Linked DNA regions of Ovis aries: region 1 is linked to region 2. Evidence: chromatin contacts called from public Hi-C data. All regions are on one chromosome and are shown on one strand. Each heading gives the region's core, a stretch centred on a gene start, on an enhancer-like site or on the middle of the called end of the contact. The rest is flanking DNA. Distances are from core to core; before and after follow the strand shown.

Region 1 (3,635 bases), core at 205-2,704, 290 kb after region 2:
TTACTCTGTATGGCCTTATGTATAAGCACCAGGTAGCCGTAACTAGACAATATCAACAACAGTAATCTATACATGGTATGCATATTTTAAAGGGCATAATATACGTACGTCTAATAATAGTTTAAGGTGTTAGAAAGTTTTAAGATTGATTTAACATCAATAGATAAACGAGAGAAGAATCTCTCACTGCCTTGAAATTCTGGTTCAATTTAATAAAGCAAAAATAGCCCCAAAGTTGCATCCAGACGCCTGTGAGTGACACGCGCTGCCAGTACCATCCTATTTTCACTTTGTGAAAATAGGTAACTAGGCCGTTTACTTTTGAAAAGACAATCTACAGCGTGACTTCTTCTAATGAAAACTTTTCTGTGCAAGGATTTATACCTTGTGTTTGGCTGCTCAGTGTCTTTCAGAGGACTGACTTTAGGCTAATGAAAAACTGACCATTCATTCAGTCATTTGAGAAACATATGTTGTTCACCTACTGCTACCTACAAGACATCCTGTTCAAGATGCTATAGGTATGGCAGTAATCAATATAGGCAAAGACCCTGCCTTTTTCTAGGGGGCATAGTGATGGATGGATCAATAGAAAGAAAGAAAGATGAGAGAGAGAGATGAATAGATTTCAGGTGTGGCTGATTGGTCTAAGGAGGACTAAAGCAGAAAGAGGATGGAAAGTATCCGGGAAAGAACTGATGTTTATATTATGTAGTCAGGAAGGACCGTCTAATGAGGTATCGTTTAATCAGAGATCTGAAGGAAGCAAAGGAGAAACGCACATAGAAATCTGGGAGAACGGTATGAAAAGGCAGAGGACACACCCGGAGTGAAGGCTAGTACTCAGAGACTCAGTTTTAAATTTACGATCTTGCTAGGCTCTCCCTCGGAGAAGGCGATGGCAGCCCACTCCAGTCCTCTTGCCTGGAAAATCCCATGGATGGAGGAGCCTGGTGGGTTGCAGTCCATGGGGTCGGGAAGAGTCGGACACGACTGAGTGACTTCACTTTCACTTTTCACTTTCATGCATTGGAGAAGGAAATGGCAACCCACTCCAGTTCCTGCCTGGAGAATCCCAGGGACGGGGGAGCCTGGTGGGCTGCCGTCTATGGGGTCGCACAGAGTCAGACACGACTGAAGCGACTTAGCAGCAGCAGCAGCAGCAGGCTCTCCCTACTGATAACTAAGAAAAACAAGGGGCCCAATGGCAGGCCTTTCCCCGCTCTGCGACTACAGCGCAGCCCCGTAAAGCCAGTCTGCAGCGTCAGTGCAGAGTGCTTCGGCGGTATATTTAACGTCGGAGGAGAAACTTTTATGTGAAGTGTATTTCATTCGGAATGGAAAATAAAATAAAAAACCTTAAAAGAAAAATCCGCCTCTCAAGTGATTGTGGCTGAGAGTACATCCCCACCAGAGGTCAGCCTAACCACACGAACGCACTGTGGAATGTGACACAAACACCATTTTCCTGAAATTGGGACTTAAATTTCTCCTTTCCTTCTTGTTTTCCAAAAGCATAATTGAAATGCTAAGCAGTGGCACCAGCTGTGCTGTCTTTGTTACCATGGCTGGCTCTTGGTGATAAATTCTGCTGCCGTCTTGGTTTGCCTGGGACTCCGGGGGGGTTCTCAGGACACTGGACCTACAGCTTTCAGTGCTGGAACCGGGGAAGTCCTGGGCAAACGGGGAGGAGGTGGTGCTCCACCGTGTGTATGTGTGTGTGTGTGTCCTCCACCGTGTGTGTGTGTGTGTGCTCCACCGTGTGTGTCTGTCCTCCGTGTGTGTGTGTGTCCTCCATGTTGTGTGTGTGCCCTCCACTGTGTGTGTGTGTCCTCCACCGCATGAGTGTGTGTGTCCTCCACCGCGTGTGTGTGTTTGTCCTCTGCGTGTGTGTGTCCTCCACCACGTGTGTGTGTGTGTGCCCTCTACCGTGTGTGTGTGCTCCACCGTGTGTGTGTGTCCTCCACCACATGAGTGTGTGTGTCCTCCACCGTGTGTGTGTGTCCTCCACTGTGTGTGTGTGTCCTCCACTGTGTGTGTGTGTGTCCTCCACCGTGTGTGTGTCCTCCACTGTGTGTGTGTCCTCCACCGTGTGTGTGTCCTCCACTGTGTGTGTGTGTGTCCTCCACCGTGTGTGTGTCCTCCACTGTGTGTGTGTCCTCCACCGTGTGTGTGTCCTCCACTGTGTGTGTGTGTGTCCTGCGCGTGTGTGTGTCCTCCACCATGTTGTGTGTGTGCCCTCTGCCATGTGTGTGTGTCCTTCACTGTGTGTGTGTCCTCCACCATATGTGTGTGTGTCCTCCACTGTGTGTGTGTGTGTCCTCCACCATGTGTGTGTGTCCTCCACCGTGTGTGTGTCCTCCACCATATGTGTGTGTGTGTCCTCCACTGTGTGTGTGTGTGTCCTCCACCATGTGTGTGTGTGTCCTCCACCGTGTGTGTGTCCTCCACCATATGTGTGTGTGTGTCCTCCACCGTGTGTGTGTGTGTCCTCCACCGTGTGTGTGTGTGTCCTCCACCGTGTGTGTGTCCTCCACCATATGTGTGTGTGTGTCCTCCACCGTGTGTGTGTGTGTCCTCCACCGTGTGTGTGTGTGTCCTCCACCGTGTGTGTGTGTGTCCTCCACCGTGTGTGTGTGTCCTCCACCGTGTGTGTGTGTGTCCTCCACCGTGTGTGTGTGTGTCCTCCACCGTGTGTGTGTGTCCTCCACCGTGTGTGTGTGTGTCCTCCACCGTGTGTGTGTGTGTCCTCCACCGTGTGTGTGTGTCCTCCACCGTGTATGTGCACACGTGCACCTGCGTTAGTTGCTCTCTGCAACCCAGTGGGCTGTAGCCCACCAGGCTCCTCTGTCCATGGAATTTTCCAGCCACAAAATCTGGTGTGGATAGCCATTCTTTTCTGCATGGGATCTTCCCGACCCGCGATGGAACCCAGGTCTCCTGCATTGCAGGCAGATTCTTTACCGTCTGAGCCACCAGGGAAGCCCCGCTATGGTGACTCCTAAACATTTGTGTTAGCAAAACTTTTTTTTTTTAATTTTGAAGCAGCTTAGCGACACAAAGTTCTGATTAGAAGGTCTACGAAACCAACTTTTAAATAAACTTGTTGGTAGTTTTGCTACAAGGAGACCTTGCTTTAAGAAACACTGCTTTTACGATTTTGTATTGAAGTTCTCTGAAAAGGATGGTATGTGATGTTAGCTCAAGAACGTAAACACACCCTGATTGAGCAGAATGATATATTACAATGACTTCATTTTATCTCCCCCTTAAAAAATTACTTTTACTTGGCAATAGCAAATAATTAATCCTCTATTACATTGATTTATATATAAAGGTAAGTATTTGTCCTCCCATTAGGATAAAAAATAGTACTTCAGAATTGATATTATTATCTCACCTATAACCATAATAGTGAAATAATGTTTAGCCAGAAATAATGTTTCAACAGCTATACAGACACCTCCTCCCCCAGTCAAGTTGATCCAGACAATGAACCGTTATACCTATGGACATAAAACTGGTGCACTAACTCGTTATCTTTGACTTTTTAGAAATCCAGTCTTAACACAGATGACCCAAAGACGCATGTTGTCCAAAGCCAGACACACTGGAGCACAAGGTTGGAGGTGAAT
Region 2 (3,228 bases), core at 156-2,655:
GGAATGTTTTTTTCTAGGAATATTCCAGTCATCAAGGTATGTGCCTGAGTGTGGTGGTTATGCAACTGGGGAGGCAGAGTGGGTTTGTGGAGAAGACAGGGTAGAAATTTATAGATTTCCCCTCTCCTACAAGTTCTCTGATAGATCTGTAAGTTTCAGATGCCCAGGTGAGCATAAACGCCAGACCTTCAGATCATTACACTCTGAAGCAGGGACCAAAAGCTGCATTGCCCGTGGGAGCTGCAGTCTGTGTTTGCCCTATTTTCTTTTTTTCGCCTCTCACATCTCTGACAGCTTAACTTGGCAGAGTTCATGAATAAGAGCACCAAGCTGATTACTTTGCATTTTCCTGTCACAGAAATGTTGTCTGTGCAGTCACTTGGAAAAAATGAATGTAAATTCCACAAAGGATCAAGTTCTTGCTTAGGAAGCTTTTTGCAAACTCATTAAATTGATGGCTTTTGGAGAGGGACCAAGGAGAGAAGCCATGATGGGGAAAAATTGTCAAGAAAGTGCTCAGTGTAATCTGCTTTCTAGAATAAGGTTTATACTGTGTATAATGACCAATGGGGAAAATATACATAAGGCTTGGAGAAATGTAGTAGCAGGAACTGTTAAACTAAAATTATAACATGCAGAAAAGGAGGGAGGGAGGAAGAAAGTAAGTTAAAATGCGTTTGACAAAACGCGAGCTAAGTCAACTTCAGTCATGTCCGACTCTTTGCAGTCCTATGAACTGTAGCCTACCAGGCTCCTCTGTCCATGCGATTCTCCAGGCAAGAATACTGGAGTGGGTTGCCATGCTCTCCTCCAAAGCATCCTCCTGGTCCAGGGATCGAACTTGTATCTCTTACCTCTCCTACATTGAGAGGTGGGTTCTTTACCATTAGGGCCACCTGGGAAGCCCTTTGCCAGTTAGCCACATACATTAATGTATATTCTTAGAAATACAAACTCTGCCAAATACTCAAAGCAGAAAGGTACTGAGAACTATTATGGGTCCACCCTTTTGCATGTAAAACATAAACCATTGTGGTCAAGCAGGCAGAGCTGAAAAATTAAGGGAAGCACTCAAAAATGTCAGAAGAATTTATCTCTCAAGAGGCTTATTTCAGATTACAAAAGGTCTAAGCCAGGGAGCAGCAAGGCCATTTATAAAGATGTTCTCCATAGGAAATGAAAAGGATGCGCTTTCTTCAGTTTCAGGCAGAATGTGGAGTAAAACTGATCCTGAATGGTACATTTCCCTTTAGCTTTTTATTCTGTCTGAGTATCAGCAGAAGTTTAACATATAAAGGTCCATGATGGGCCATCAAAATAAGATACGTGCATGTGTCCCAGGCGCGCACTGGCCCTAGGAGGTGCAAGGCGTGTAAAGGGGAGCAGTGCGCTGTTGTTGAACGTGGCTTTGTAGTGATGTTTCTGAGAGCCACCAGATGTCAGCATCCGACAACTCTCTGAAAGAGGCTCTGGCTTCCTTTTTTATTTTTCTCTGCGACAGACTTTCTGTTCAGCCATTTTCTCCAACCAGAGAGACAGTGAATGAGAAATTGTATAACATTTAAAATAACGCAGATAAAAATGGATGAAGATCAGCAATTCATTGGATATAACTGTTTTCCAGTCCTAAAGTTATGATATGTTGCTAAGTCACTTCAGTCGTGTCCAACTCTGTGTGACCCATAGACAGCAGCCCACCAGGCTCCTCTGTCCACGGGATTCTCCAGGCAAGAACACTGGAGTGGGTTGCCATTTCCTTCTCCAATGCATGCATGCATGCTAAGTCGCTTCAGTCGTGTCCGACTCTGTGCGACCCTATGGACAGCAGCCCACCAGGCTCCTCTGTCCACGGGATTTTCTAGGCAAGAATACTGGAGTGAGTTGCCGTTTCCTTCTCCTATGATATGTTAAGCAAAGTTATTAGTAAAACTATCAGCGTGCATGTGAGTGTGTATAATGTACATTGCCGTGGTATGAGAAAGAACCACTTCAAACAGTCTTACCCCCTTAAGCTCTTAACACATGCTTTCCATCTGCTGCATCAAGGGGAAAATGAGGATATCTGATTGTTTCTTTCCTGTTTTCACTCTTTTGTAAATTTAGCCCTTTCTACATTTTTGTGTGGTTATTTTTAGATCTCTCAACATTTTTGCAGAGCTAGTACTATCTTGAAGGCTAGAAAAGTCTCTTGCTGATCACATGTGCAAGGTAAAATCAGTGAATTTGTGAATGAATCAATGTAAGGAATTAATTAATTCATCCTAGGGAAATAATTTAAAGAGCAAGTCACGTCTCTTAAGCCAGACCATGAGTTTTGAAGAAGCTGTGTTGGAGAATCCGAATCATTAAGTTTCCTTCGACTACAGGTATTCTGAGTCTGCAGATGACAACTAAGGATTTACCATTTGCCTTTCCCCTTATGCCACTTCCTCTAAGCACCTGACTTTGGGGAGAGGAGAGCCAGAGACAGGAAGTTTCTGTGTTTCTCAACTGTGAAAGATATAATCAAGTGAGACCCATCAAAGTCCTCTGCTCACAGTCGACAAACGAATATTATACAAAGTCTATGTATGTGCAGGCGGCTGTTTTGGAGAAAGGGGGGCACAGGACTAGGGAATTTTGACACTCAACAAAAGTCCTAAAGATTAGCTATGCAGTGATTTTCTGCTGAGAACTGGCTACAGTTTGGGCGTATTTATCCCCCAGTTCCTTGGGTGAGGTCACTCTTTCAATCCCAATTCGAAAACAAGGTCTCCCCTTTTCTCTGAGAAACTGTAGCTACAGAATGAGATTGTAAAAATCTTTTCATTTAGCAGATGTGTATTCAGCCCAGCTCTCTGTGAAGCACTGTGCTAGGTTCCGTGGGGGGATACAAAGATGTATTCAAAACAGCCCCTGTTTCAAGAAGCTTAAAATGAATCATCTAATGAAACGACAACATATTTTAGTCTTAATGTCCCAGAATTCATTAATACTTGAAACTCCTAGAGCACAATTAGGGAGAGGATGCTGAATCATCTTGCTAAAAAATCCTCATTGGTACGTTTAATACACAGTGAAATCAGATCTTACCAGCTGACTTTTTATGATAAAGTAATTGAAGTTTTTAGAAGAAAATGGCTTGCTTCGGGCTATGGAGTGAGCTGAAATTATATAACCATTCTCACCAGCAAGCTGCTGCCAGTCTATTCTAACTCCTAGTATATCATGATTAAAAACATTTTGTTA

The links. Hi-C and Micro-C count contacts between places; a contact is called where the count stands out from the background.
Region 1: a contact with region 2 is called in a Hi-C map of hypothalamus, with 4 times the contacts expected there. The contact joins two enhancer-like sites. A contact is called at or near these places in 3 of 16 Hi-C or Micro-C datasets (blood, hypothalamus and omental adipose tissue).

The regions. Positions count from the first base shown.
Region 1 is chr26:6,825,242-6,828,876 of ARS-UI_Ramb_v3.0, forward strand. No RefSeq gene overlaps it. Among named protein-coding and RNA genes, the nearest start is that of GPM6A, 15 kb to the left of the region's middle. Within about 2 kb of position 1,455, at least 15 of the 54 cell types and tissues checked have an H3K27ac peak or open chromatin away from gene starts, as enhancers often do. A contact at or near this core is called in hypothalamus, where this site is marked.
Region 2 is chr26:6,539,291-6,542,518 of ARS-UI_Ramb_v3.0, forward strand. No RefSeq gene overlaps it. Among named protein-coding and RNA genes, the nearest start is that of DEFB108B, 43 kb to the left of the region's middle. Within about 2 kb of position 1,406, at least 12 of the 54 cell types and tissues checked have an H3K27ac peak or open chromatin away from gene starts, as enhancers often do. A contact at or near this core is called in hypothalamus, where this site is marked.